Linked DNA regions of Mus musculus: region 1 is linked to region 2. Evidence: chromatin contacts called from public Hi-C data. All regions are on one chromosome and are shown on one strand. Each heading gives the region's core, a stretch centred on a gene start, on an enhancer-like site or on the middle of the called end of the contact. The rest is flanking DNA. Distances are from core to core; before and after follow the strand shown.

Region 1 (6,763 bases), core at 1,523-4,022, 170 kb after region 2:
GTCATATATGCAGACAAAACACCCATACATACTAAATGAAAAAAGGAAATGGATTCCACTGTTAAGGAAACCACTCTGTGACTCTAATGTACTTAAACCTTGTGTGTGTGGAGTATGCAGATGGTGTCTGGAGTCATATGCAGACATGCTTTTCCTCTCTGGCTACGCCACCTTGATGCTTACGTCCATTCCTCAGCCTTCTGGGTTCATACAGGCTCTTGTTAGTGTTCACCACTGTTGAGCACCGGGGATGCTGGCTTTCCTTTTTCGCCTGTCTTCATTCTGTAGGCCAGAAGCTCTGCAAAGCCAGGTCCCACCTTTTCAGGTGTTTGCCGCTCATGCAGGTGGGCATCTTACTGCTTTCTCTGGAGGTTTGTGAGGAGTCCTTTTAATTGATTATCACTTTGCTCCCTACCATCTCGTAGGTAGCAACCAGCCAGTGCTCCAGACAGCAGGATAGTGACGCAGAGGCTCTCCTCCTGCTGCCTTTTAGTGGACAGCGGCTTGCAACATACAGCCTCTATTGTGTGTGTTAAAGATAGTAACGCAGGCTTTGATTTTCTGATACAGTAAGTAGCCCTGGGTGAGATAAATCAGCCTGATGTCAAGGTTTAAGTACATTAGAGTCACAGAGGAGGGAATTTTGCTGAACATTAACCCCACCACAGGCAGAGCACACTGTTCTTAGCTCCATTACGCAGGGTCTTCAGGGTGAATACCAGTAGACTCATCAGAAGGAAAATACTAATTTTATTCTTGCTGTTGCTTGAATTTTGGAATATCAGTCTAGCTTGAGGTTGTTCCCTGAAGTCTGGGATGAGGGCGTTTTGATGGTCAGTGACTCCAAGTTCTCGCCACTTTGTTTAGGAAAATGTAGGTTGACTGGTGAGTGAGGATGGAGGAACTTCCGCACTTTGTTTAGCAGGCAAGTTCTCTGGGTCTCCCTGGACTCTCTCATCGTTCTCAGTTCACCTGCTCCGGAGGTGGTGCACTCCGTTCAGGCGGGGCTGCATCACACTGTTACTCTTTAGGCATTCCACCTTCAGGTGGCGATTTTCGAATTTTAAAACCCTCTAACTCAGGCTCCAGAGAGCTGAAGCTGCTGTGAGGAGAGGTGTGTCCTCTCTCTGTGCCCCTGGGGAGCAGGGATGGCCCTCAAAGGCTGGCAGAGAGTAAAGCTGTCAGCAGTTGGTGCTTCAAGCACAGGGATGGCAGGGAAGAGAGCCATTACAAGCGGAAGAGGGTCACAGGTGTGTGTCAGTCGTGGACGTTATGGACGTAAGTGGTCAGAGTGTAGACTGCTTGTTAGATGGACCAGAGTTACAGGTGAGAGTCCTTTCTGGGAAGAATGAATGGGTGGATCTTAGGACTGTGGCTGCCCATTCTGTGAATGAAGCTGTAGCTCACAGGGTGTCTATCTGAAGGGGGCTTTTGATTCCGTGTGGACGCCTGGTAATTACAGGGCATTCCTTTACTGCATGTGTGGCTGTGCATGTGTGCCTTAGGAGACAGGGTCTCTCACTGACTGGTCTGGGCCTTACTGGTTAGGTTAGTCTGGTCTACCTTCCAGGGAGTCCTATGGGTCCTTCTGCCTCTACCTGCTTTCTGGGAACCCTGCCTTTTTATGTGGGCTGTGGGTGTGGACATCAGGTCCTCACACGAGGTTACAAGCACTTTACCAACCAAACCATCTCTACAGTCAGTCTCCTTCCAGTGATCTTAGAAAATCAGTTGGTAAACAAAAAAGCCCACAAACTTTTTAATTGAGTGAGTTTCTCTGGAGGAACATATAAAATATTGCACTTAAAGTCCAGGAGCCTGAATTCCTGAATGAATCCTGTGGGTCTGTTCCAAAAGGGGAAACTTACTATCCGTTGTCAACGATTCAGGAACAGAGGTATATAAACATCAGTGTGTGTGTGTGTGTGTGTGTGTGTGTGTGTGTGTGTGGTTTGTGTCACATTAAAAGAGTGAGAAGCACCCCAGCAGCATTAGATATGGAGTTAGTAAACTGTTGTATTTTTGAAAGGTCTATTTTTAATTATGTGTCTGGGTTGGTATGAGCACGGGAATGTCAGTACCACAGAGGCTGGACAGAGTTACAGAACATAGTGGGGGGTGCGGGGGGGGGCGCGCAGTGGGTTCAGGTAGCTGAGCTCTGGTGCTGTGCAAGAGCTACCTTACCACAGCGCTTCTCTCTAGCCCCTCGTGCTGCTCTTTAAAAAGGGCAGTACATTGTGAGAGGACCTCGACAAGAGGAGGGGTTAGGTTTGAGGGAAGAGGACCTTGAAGTATGTATGAGATTAATGGTAATTGAGGATTGGGGATGAATAAGAGCTGTTTTTGTGGGGCACCTAAGTGGAAATTTCCTTTACAAAAGGTAAACTTATGATCAGGCAGGAAGAAGGCAACTCAAAATAACCTTTAGGCCCAAGTGGCATGTTTTGTTCCTCTATGGTCTGGTGTTTTCTGCCTCTTTTGACTTCCCTTTTGCAGGTCTGTCCGGAGTGGAACTTTGGGGTTTTAATTACTCCCTTGCTTTACTGCAGTGGCTCTCCACACTGCCCCTCTGTGCAAAACAGACCTCATTACGTTTGTGGTGATTCCCAGCAAGGAGCCTTGGTTGGATGGGGCGGTGAAGCGCTGCCATTCTCCTGCCCTGAAAAGCTCTCCCTTTTCTTTGGGAGTCATTGACCTGGCAGGAAGGTTGTGGTCCCACAGACGTCAAGGCAATCAATAATTTTAGTGTAGAGAAGCTTTTGTGACTTGTTGGAACACTGTTGATATAGTTCTGTCCAAGTTCTTCTGTAACTGTCTGTGTAGTCTTGGCCCACTGTTCTGTTTCATGAAGGCAGTGGTTTTCTGAACTGAGGTGAGCTGAAGGACTGGCCAGGTAGGCTAGGCTGTTGTACCACTGATTATTAATTAGTTCATACTTGTCCTGAAAGGATTTGGGTAATAAGGAGTGGGGTTTCCCCGACTAGTACGACCTTGGATGGGTTGCTGTAAGGAGCAAAGGAAGGGGTCCGGATCGGGGTTCCTGAAGCCTGTGGTTCCTCTGAGGGGTTGGGGAAGGCAGATGAAGATGGGTGTCTTCCCATCACCCCACTGGTTCATTCTAGAGCTGCAGCTTGTTGCATAGCTCATTTTGGCAAAATTTGGGGCTCATTTTAGCAGGCCTTGCCAAGGAAGCCTGATCATGCCAGTGCAGCATTGTAAACACAGCAGTAGGCACAGCCCCATCCCTGCCCCCCAACAAGCACAGAGCATGGATCTGTCTGAGGGAGCTCACTGCTGGAGGATTGTTTTCTGTAGTGCTGGCTGCCGGGGCTGACGAGACTCCTGGAGTAGTTGTAGTGGTGTCTGGGAACTGGAGGGAAGGGTGGCACCTGGGAGACCTGCCCACATGTGACTTTACCACTCACCCCCCCCCCACTCTTAACCTGCTCTGTTAATGATTTCAGCTAATTATGTGCCTTTGGTCTTTTCACTGTTTGCAATTCAAATGCTACTTGAGGCCCGTGTTTGCTTTTGTTTGCAGCATCCTGGCTGCCATCTGAAGCACAAGTTGATGATCGCGTGTTCCCATCTTGGGTTAAGTGCTGTCTCATTGCTTTGCAGGCTGCCTGCTGTCTCCCGGGGAGATCATGAAACGAGGTCGCCTTCCCAGCAGCAGTGAGGATTCTGACGACAATGGCAGTAAGTCCTGCTTTGTTGTTCTTGGAGCCTACCGGGGCTTGGGTCAGTGTGAAAACATGATTTTATAGTATAATGCTCTAAATAGTCGAGGCCCTTTGCATATCAGGCAGGTCAGAGAAAGGCAAGGCCTGGAGAAAGACATCTGAGTGTGCTACTGCAGGGCTGGAAGCAGATCTTTCCCGGTAAGGTTGACTGCAGGCAGGCCTTCTGCAGGCTTCCTGTGTGTTATCCAGGGAGAAGAATTTAGTTCCAAGAGCCACTGGTGTGTCTGTTTTCATTAAACAGCATTTATGGTACCTCGCATTGCTCTCTATGAAGAGGAGACTTAATCAAAGCCAGGTAATGATTAACTGGCTGAGCCTGCCGGGGCTCCGAGGGCAGAATGAAGGGCTGCCCAGCGTGACGTGAGGGTACCAAGTCCAGGCACATGAGTCCCTAACCTTTCCTGCTGTCACAGGATGGAGTGATACCGCCACTGTCTGCAGCTCAGCTTTCTGGCAACCTCAGATTTTCAGTGTAGCTGAGAACCAGGAGTTCGTTGGCTTCCAGGCAGTCAAAATAAATGTCACACAGTGTCTGTTGAGGAGCTAACAGACTGTTGAGAGAGGCGCTCCCTTCAGACGGTACCTAGCTCAGTGCCTGCAACTGCAGCCTGTTAGCTTAGGTTTGACATTGCACATTAAACTCTGGAAGCCTGGAAAGGAAGCTTGCTGTACTGTGAGGTGGGAAAGCGACCTGGCCTGCTTTCTAGGCACGTTGCCTCAGACATTAGGATCTGCCCTGATGTGATGTTACCAGGGCAGTTATACAGCTCTTTCTATGTGCTTTAGAAATGATAGGTAGCAACTTAGCAACTCAAAAGAGGCGGTTTGGGAAGGCCTAGGGAGGAGGCAGCTTTTTGGGTGGGTCCCAGGGATAAAAAGCTTTGGGTAGGCAGGGTTGTTTGAACGCCTGGCATCTCAGGTAGTCAACACAAGCATGGATATGCTGCCGTGGGGGCTTCGAGGCCAGCCACGCAGAAGGTGGAAGGTCCACAAATTTGAAACTGTGGTGTGGATTTGGGCTGTCTGGCTGAACTGTGGCCGTTGCTGTTGAAGGCAAGGAGCAGTGGGTATGGAACGAGAATGATGGGAGGGGAACAAAGGGGTGGGGCAGGGGGAGGGTGATGGTGGTGTGTGGGAGGAGGGGAAGCCAAGGCCAGATCTGATAGATGTTTGAGAAACTGGAGAGTTGACATCTGGACCAGGCAAGGGAGCTGTGAGGGAGGAAGCGGGAAGCGGGAAGTAGGAGGAGGAAGTTCTCTCCAAAGCAGAGTTCTTTCTTACTTCCTGGGAGGCTGTTGAGGCTCCCAGTATACATGCAGGCAGTATATACATTTATTTTGACTGCCTGGAAGCCAACGAACTCCTGGTTCTCAGCTACATTGTGAAAATCTGAGGTTGCCAGAACGCTGAGCTGCAGACAGCGGGAGCTTGGGACACCAAGTTGGGTGTGAGGCTCCCGCTTTTTACTTCTCTGGCAAGAGCTTGCTATTTTCTCTTTGACTGTTGGTGACACCTGTCTGTCAAAGTGTCCTCAATCGCCCCTGTTTACTTCTGTATGCAATTTTTCCTGCCCTTTTTTTTTTTTTAAAGTTGGACTTTTAAATTCAGAAAGTGCCCACAGCAAGTGTGTCCAGAGCTGGCAGAGTGTATTGAGGCTCTTGTTGCCAAAGCTGGCAACCCGAGTCCTATCACTCAGACCCCGATGGACCCCATTCCTGCAAGTTGTCTGCCCTCTGACCTCCACACATGTGCTTGTACACACGCGCGCACGCGCACACACGCGCACACACGCGCACGCGCACACACACACACACACACACACACACACACACACACACACACAGTCTCCATCCAGAATAACCTTTACTGTGAGGGGCCATTTTTTTCCTACTCAGTTCAGTCTGTTCATCTGGAAGGTTAGGCTGGAGCGCCACCATGCACAGATAGCGCTTGGCTGCGCTCTGATGGTAGTTGCGGGGGGATAAGAGTGACAGTTGCCAGACGGTCATCTGTAGTTTTGCCATGCAGTCGGTTCAGTATAGAACATATGGTGGATGGTCCTGTTTGATGTCTGACTGGTCAGGCTTATTGACTTGATAATTATGGTGAATGTTGGTGGTGAAGAGCAGGTAGCTGTGACTGAATGCCAGGCCTCGGACGTTGTGTCTGCAGGCTGCGCGCTGAGGACTCTTCTCGCCTTCTCCCCTAGCAGCTAGTTCATTGTAACTGCATTGGGACCCCTCCCTGTATTATTTCGGTTTGTGGGTGGAGTGGCATCTTTTCGCCCATGCAGCGAGGGCCACCTGTGATAGCTTTCCATGTCCTGAGTCTTGCTTACAACAGGGGCTAGGGCTGTGCAGTGGCCACCTCTCAGCCTCTCCAGCTTACAGGCCTGATGGGATTTTGGCAGCATGTCCAGGTGGAAGAGAGGCAGCTGCAGACGTCAGCATGGGGCCACCGCACCAGCTACAGGAATAGCTGGGGCCTGCTGCTTCTGGCTTCTGAGTCTGTAGCCCATTGCTTTGTTTTCTGGCCTGGCCCAGGGGAACAACAGTGTGGTATTTACAGTTGGGGATGGATGGGCCTTTTCTGTGCCAGGTGCCAGCCCTCATCTGCTGACGGCACTGTTGTTGGTCTTTCTCCAGCTGCCCTGGAGGCCCATCCCTGCAGTTGGGCGAAATACTGATAGGGAGTTTTTAGGCAGTGTCTGGAATTGCTAGGCTCTGGGGACTGGGTAGCCTAGCCCGACTCTGAAGTTAGACCCTATGCCTGGGTGTGAAGGTAGGCCCTTAAGTCCCACTTTTTTCCACCCAGCAAAATGTGAGAAGAGGGTCCACCAGTTAGTTTCATTATTTCCAAAGGTTTCATTTTCTCTGCAGAGACTTATTGGGATAAAACATCCCTTTTAGGGCAGGAATATTATTGGTTGTCTGAGGCTAATTATAGCTCTGATCTATATCCTTACATACTTTCCCTATAAAAGTGAGAAAAACTAAATAGTATTTAAGGAATACTGTCAA
Region 2 (6,582 bases), core at 3,173-5,672:
AGGACAAATAGATACACGGGAGTCGCAAGCTACTCTACTGAGCAGACACACACTTTGGGAAGCAATTTCATAAGTTGTGTGAAACTCCTAGGACTTCCCGTTTGCTTTGCATTTCCTCATGAGCATCTGTCTTTTTCCTACTAGGTACCAGACCTCACCAGAACATTTTCCAATGATTGCTGTCAGTCAAGCTGTGCCCACAGGCCTGAAACTTCCTGTTGGAAGGCAAAGCAGGGCTGCCTATCTGCTCAAAGTTAGGAGCACCATTCCTTTTTTTTTTTAATTGGATATTTTCTTTATTTACATTTCAAATGTTATCCCCTTTCCTGGTTTCCCCTCTGAAAAACATCCTCCCCATATCCCTTCCCCCTCCCCCTTCCTCCTGCCCACCAACCCACTCACTCTCTGCTTCCTGGCCCTGGCATTCCCCTATACTGGGGCATGTAATCTTCACAAGACCAAGGAACTCTCCTCCCATTAATGACCGATTAGGCCATTCTCTGCTACATATGCAGCTAGAGCCATGAGTCCCACCCTGTGTTTTCTTTGATTAGTGGTTTAGTCCCAGGGAGCTCTGGGGGGTACTGGTTAGTTCATATTGTTGTTCCTTCTATGGGGCTGCAAACCCCTTCAGATCCTTGGGTTCTTTCTCTAGCTCCTTCATTGGGGACCCTGTGCTTCGTCCAATAGATGGCTGTGAGCATCCACTGCTGTCTTTGTGAGGCACTGGCAGAGCCTCACAAGAGAGAGCTATATTAGGGTCCTGTCAGCCAAATCTTTCTGGCATATGCAGTAGTGTCTGGGTTTGGTGGTTGTAAATGGGATGGATCCTCAGGTAGGGCAGTCTCTAGATGGTCATTTCTTCAGTATCTACTCCACACTTTGTCTCTGTAACTCCTTCCATGGGTGTTTTGTTTCCCTCTTCTAAGATGGATAGAAGTATCCACACTATGGTCTTCCTTCTTCTTGAGTTTCATGTGGTTTGTGAATTGTGTCTTGGGTATTCTGAGCTTCTGGGCTAATATACACTTATCAGTGAGTGCATATCATGTATGTTCTTTTGTGATTGGGTTACCTCACTCAGGATGATATACTTCAGATTCATCCATTTGCCTACAAATTGCATAAATCATTGTTTTTAATATCTGAGTAGTACTCCATTGTGTAAATGTACCACATTTTCTGTATCCCATTCTTCTGTTGAGGGACATCTGGGTTCTTTCCAGCTTCTGGCTATTATAAATATGGTTGCTATGAACATAGTGGAGCATGTGTTCTTATTACATGATGGAGCATCTTCTGGGTATATGCCCAGGAGTGACATTGCTGGCTCCTCAGGTAGTATTATGTCTAATTTTCTGAGGAACCACCAAACTGATTTCCAGAGTGGCTGTACAAGCTTGCAATCCCACCAGCAGCGGAGGATAGGAATGCCATTCTTATCTCATCTCTTTCTACACCTCTAAAGCAAGCTGGATTCACCCACTGTGCTTTTTCCTATCGACCCAAGTTAGCATAAGAATCCATAGGGAAGATCAGGACAAATGGAATAGTTAGAAAATATTGAAGAATTAAAAGTTGTAGCAAGCAAGCCATTCCCTGAGGGCGGGAGTTCAGGAGAGCTAGCCCTGCCCCTCGTGAGTGGTGGCATGGGCCGGGGATAAATGCTTTCCCTTCAGCCTCTCACTGCCTGTGGCAGGTGAGTGAGCTGCCTCCAAGGGCTTTAGAGTGGTTGAGCCAGCCCAACACATGGGTGAGCTAGCACGGGGCAAAGCTGGAGATCTTGCCCTGGGTGTGGGTGCAGGAGAGCTGGCAGACTGACCAATTCAGCTACCACCCAGGCCCACATTCAGGGCTTTGAATTGGCCCACCCGAACATCTACCACATCTATGAGCTACTGGAGCACATGAAGGGACCAGTCCTGCAGAGATAAAGCTGCAGGGTCTCCATGGATATGGAGGGCAACAACAGGATATCCAAGAGGAGCCCCGGTGAGGATCCAGTATTGACAGTTTAGCAGAAGCCAGAGGCTTCAAATCATACCAGACTCATTGCAATGAACATTTGCAAGTAAAGACATTTGGACAAAACTGTATACTGTATGATACCATGACACACTGCAGCTTCATTAGTGAAATGAGTTTGTTTGTTTCTTCTTTCCTTTCTTTTAATTTATTTTTATTTTTTTGTTTTCTTTTCTGAGGAGGTTGCAAGGACTGAGGGCAGATACAAACGGAGGGGAAAGGAGTGGGATTAGAGTGTGTAATATGAATCAAAAAACGTTAGACAAAAGTTGCAACTGGCAAGCTTTGTATTGCTAGTGAAATTTCAAACATTGTCAAATACTATTTTTTTTAATAAATAAACATATTGAGGGTGTTAAAATAACTGTCAGCAACATGCAATTCAGTTTCATCAAAGCAAACCCAGTTGTCCTGCGATATACAGCCTAGGTTCACATTTGCAGATGACATTGCCTGGTATAATAGAGAAAGCTTAGCAAACCCAGATGTGAGTTTGCAGTTTATCACTGATTGCTTACTGTCTTTGGTTGAGTACCCTTCTGTGTGCTTCAGTACTTTCCCAGAAGGCAAGAAAGATACCTGACTGAGTGGGCCATTGGTAAGGATGCAGCTTTAGAAGAACCAGCCTAAAACAGAGCCTGATACACAGGGACTTAATGGTAAGCCTCCATGTTACTTATCACCTGAGCACAAGACTCTCATGACAGTGACAGGTACAAGGACCCTTTAACACGATAAATACTGAAGGAACAGCTGTGGTATTAGATATAGAGAGTTTGCCTAGTACTCATTTAGTCCTGGGCCCTACTATCAGCACTATATATGCCCCCTTTTAGTGGCTCAGGGCTGTAATCCCAGCCTTGACAGGTGGAGGCAGGAAGATTAGAAGTTCAATGTCATCTTTAGCTAGATGGTAAATTTGAGGTCAGCCTGATCTAAATGAGAACTTGTTGCTTTTTTTTTTTTTTTAAAGAAAGTAATAAAAGGCCTACAAGGAACTGGCAGAAGCAGGGAACTGTATGATGCCACCAGGGAGGTCTCAGACCATCCGGCCCACTACACCAGTCACAACGCATGGACAAGTGAGTGCAAGACGTTTTGAGGCCTGCAATGTGGCTAGTAGGTGAAAGTTGGATGATCTGAGGTCAGCATCTGGAACTCTCCCGTGGAAAGGAGAAATGACCCCCTACAAGTTGCCCTCTGATCTCCACACAGATGCCATGCTCACACATGTGAGCCCACTCGTGCCTGTGCACACATGCACGCATGCACACACAGTCACTCACGCTTTCATGTACACTAATAAATAAAATTTATTTTTTTAAAAAGTAAAGTTTTTAAAGTGAGCAATTTGCGTGGAAGCAAAAATAATAGGCGAAAAATGTGCTTAACCAATAAAAAATAATTTTGCCCACTTTATCCAGAATTAGCCTAGTGGTGTCTGTTACCCCTAGCCCCTTGCGAGCTCAGGAAAGGGCAGATTTCTCAGTGGTTGCAGAAATGTCAGTGTCGAACGCTTCCCCTCGCCTCCTGTATTGCAAACCTTTTCTCTCTATTGCCTCATTCCCCACGCACCTCTTATGGGCAGTTTGCCTAAGATTTTCTTCCCGTTCTCCCTGTGTGGCCACGTGGCTAGGCTGACATAAGCTTGTCGGGGTGGAGTATATGCGTGCCAGGATGCAGGCAGGCAGTCATGTGACCTGGCCCCAGCAGCTTTGAATCTACCACGTCTGAGATTTCCATGACGCACCTGCTGCCGTCACACCCCCTCCCTTGTAAATAAATAGTCAAATCTTTTCTGAAAGTGACTTTGACAAAGAGCAGCTTAAATCCGCCGAATTGTGGGCGAATGACCTGTTATCTAGGAGTAAAACAACTGCGGATAATCACCTCCTTCGCCCCCATCCCCACCCCTGCCCCCGTGTCCTTTGCGCTTCTGCTGACCACTTCTGCTGAGACAAAAGGACAGGATCTTTAGAGATCGCTCTGGCTTGATTAGCATGCTGATCTAGGAGGCAGGTTTCTGGGTTCTCACCCAACTTTTTGGCTGCTATTCAGAGGATTTAACAGCGCTCTTTGTCAATAGTATAGTGTACAAAGCCCATCTAAAAATAGAACATTTCCAGGGTCTGGATCGCGTGCGTAGCTTGAGTGGCAAAGGCTGTGTTGTACAAGACAGATTACAGGCAAGTTACTCCCCGGTACTTTATATGCAGGGCTGTTCACACGCTTCGTTTTCGTCTGGTTGGGTTAAATAATGCAAACACATTTACCAGTGTACATGGTTGTTTATTTGTGCTCTGGAGAGTGTGTGTGTGTGTTTATGATGGAGAGATCTACATGTTCTGCTCTGTGAAAATCAAACAAAGCTGTCCCCAATGAGGTCAGTGGTGGAGTTAAGCAGTGTGGCCCACACTCCTGAGAGCCACTGACTGACACCCGGTGGTTGTTAAAGGCAGGTCCTGCTGTGCTTGCTGCCCTAGAGGATTTTTGCAGGGTGTGGGAGTCAAATAGAGGCTCTGACAACCAGTGGGTCCCCTGGATCTAGATGGAGCCTCTGTGATCCTCGTGTGGGAAAGTTCTGCATGATGGAGAGTTTCTCACCCTGTGACAGGTGGCTTGCTCTTCCCCTCCCTCACTCCTTAGACTGGGTGGGCTTGCCCCACCCCCATGCTGAGGTGGTTGTCCTTGGTGAGTGTGGAAGCAAGAATCACTGAGATTCAGAGAAGCCAACAGAGGGAGGCACTCACAGGAACATAAAACCAGAAAATTATTTTCTGAACCAAAGACGCTGGGAACGGGTGTTTGAGAGCCCAAACGACACCTTCTTCTGTTTTGATCTATAACTGGAGGGTGTTCCTGTATCTTGGGGAGAGAGGAATTTTTGCATGCCAAAACACAATGCAATGATCTTTTACATAAATAACCTTTAACGCACTTGGAGAGTCACCCTCGGTGAAGGCTCGGTCTTTCTGGCAGGTGGACTTCCTTCTAGGATACGGAAACTCAGAACAGGGACAGTTCTTGGAGGAGCTGGGCCAGGAAATACGATATAGAAGATTTAAAAAACCCAGCCTGTCATTTTGGCAAACTCTTCTCCTACCCAGATTTTATGGCTTTAAATTGATACACGTTGGGTGAATTGGGTCTGACAGTCTAGCGGCAGTCCATATTGATTCCCCTCTCTCCCTTGCTTCTGTGGGGTGACTTTGGAAGAGTCATGTGAAGTTACTGCTTCCCCACCCCAACCCTGCATACAATCCTTATCTATGGAACCGGGAGAAGAGCCGAAGCAAAGCATTTGGTACTTGGTAATAGAGTCACTGTAATCACCATTGGTCCCCGCAGCCTTACTTGTTGATCTCTCTCAAAATAGGGGTCTTGATTGTTGACACTGAGTGTCATCTGGAGAGGACAGGGGAGTCAAGCCTCTCCTCACACCTGTGAGGGATTATCTAGGATTAAGTTAACTAAGGTGGGAGACCCTCCTTAACCACGGGAGGGTCGAACCATTTTAAAGGTGAAGGTAATGAATTTTATAGGTGGAAGAGTAAGGAGAAGCTTCATTCTACCAGTCACCTCTCTCTGCTTCCTGAGGGTTGAAGCAGTGTGACTCGACTTGCCAGCCTCCTCTCCAGCCAAGATGAAGGATAACCTGTTCAACTGTGAGCCAGAATAAAACCCTTCTTTCTTTAAGTTGCTTCTTGCCAGGTATTTTGTTATAGCCACAAAAGAGTAGCTAATGCAGGCGTCATCTCATACACTGAATCCTAAATATTTCATTTATAATAATTGTATTTAAATGCAAGTACAGGAGTCTTGTGCCGTGCTGCATGGGTGGAGGTCAGAGGATGGCTTTCAGGAGTCGGTTACCTCGTCCCACCGTGGATTCTGGGCATTGAATTCAAGTCAATAGGCTTGCGTAGAAGTATTTTACCTACCGAGCTCTCTCTCCAGCCCTTTGACACACCACCACCGTCATCACTATTGTTATCCTGACCATTGAAGAATGAGTCACTCATCAGAACGCAAGAAATCAGTCAGCCCTTTATCACCAGCTCGACCATAATGAGGGTTAATTTCTCCTTGGAACTGATTTGAAAGATAACATAAACCATTATCTTGGTCATTATGGCATTTCCTCAGACTGGATTTTATTTTTCATGCAAAAGGAATTATGATTTTTCTTCAATAAGACAGATTTGGGTTTACTTCCCGAAAGAGCCAGGAGAACAATGGAAATTTCATCTCTTGTCTGAGACGGAACATTCAAACCAACAAGGGAACAAAACCAAACCAAGTGTGAAGAGCGTGAGCTCGGGAGGCACCTTGCACAGTTCCGCCGTCGGAACGGCCAAATGGCTTCCTAAAGTGATGGGCACAGCACAAGATGTACCAGTGTTTATGAAGTTAGGGAGGTGCATGGAATAGTTCTGCAAGAGAAAAATCAGAGACACTCGGCAAAATGGAGGGTGACACCTTCCAAGATTGGCTTCCAGCACTGGCTTCTAAACCCACTCTGCAAAGAATTGCTGTTACAAAGCCTTATTTTTTACT

What was found. Hi-C and Micro-C count contacts between places; a contact is called where the count stands out from the background.
Region 1: a contact with region 2 is called in a Hi-C map of pancreatic beta cells, with 4 times the contacts expected there. The contact joins two enhancer-like sites. A contact is called at or near these places in 5 of 484 Hi-C or Micro-C datasets (B cells, the HL-1 cell line, cortical glia and 2 more), 6 of 115 datasets of contacts at active chromatin or transcription factors (embryonic stem cells, extraembryonic endoderm stem cells, kidney and 3 more) and 2 of 9 other capture datasets (adipose tissue and pancreatic islet).

The regions. Positions count from the first base shown.
Region 1 is chr3:41,577,574-41,584,336 of GRCm38.p6, forward strand. Jade1 (jade family PHD finger 1) reads left to right here. Exons shown (of 11, transcript NM_001130184.1): 2 at 3,622-3,699. The coding sequence starts at 3,648. Among named protein-coding and RNA genes, the nearest start is that of Jade1, 25 kb to the left of the region's middle. Within about 2 kb of position 2,773, at least 110 of the 459 cell types and tissues checked have an H3K27ac peak or open chromatin away from gene starts, as enhancers often do. A contact at or near this core is called in B cells, cortical glia, microglia and 3 more, where this site is marked.
Region 2 is chr3:41,404,924-41,411,505 of GRCm38.p6, forward strand. No RefSeq gene overlaps it. Among named protein-coding and RNA genes, the nearest start is that of Gm25487, 33 kb to the right of the region's middle. Within about 2 kb of position 4,423, at least 250 of the 459 cell types and tissues checked have an H3K27ac peak or open chromatin away from gene starts, as enhancers often do. A contact at or near this core is called in B cells, cortical glia, microglia and 3 more, where this site is marked.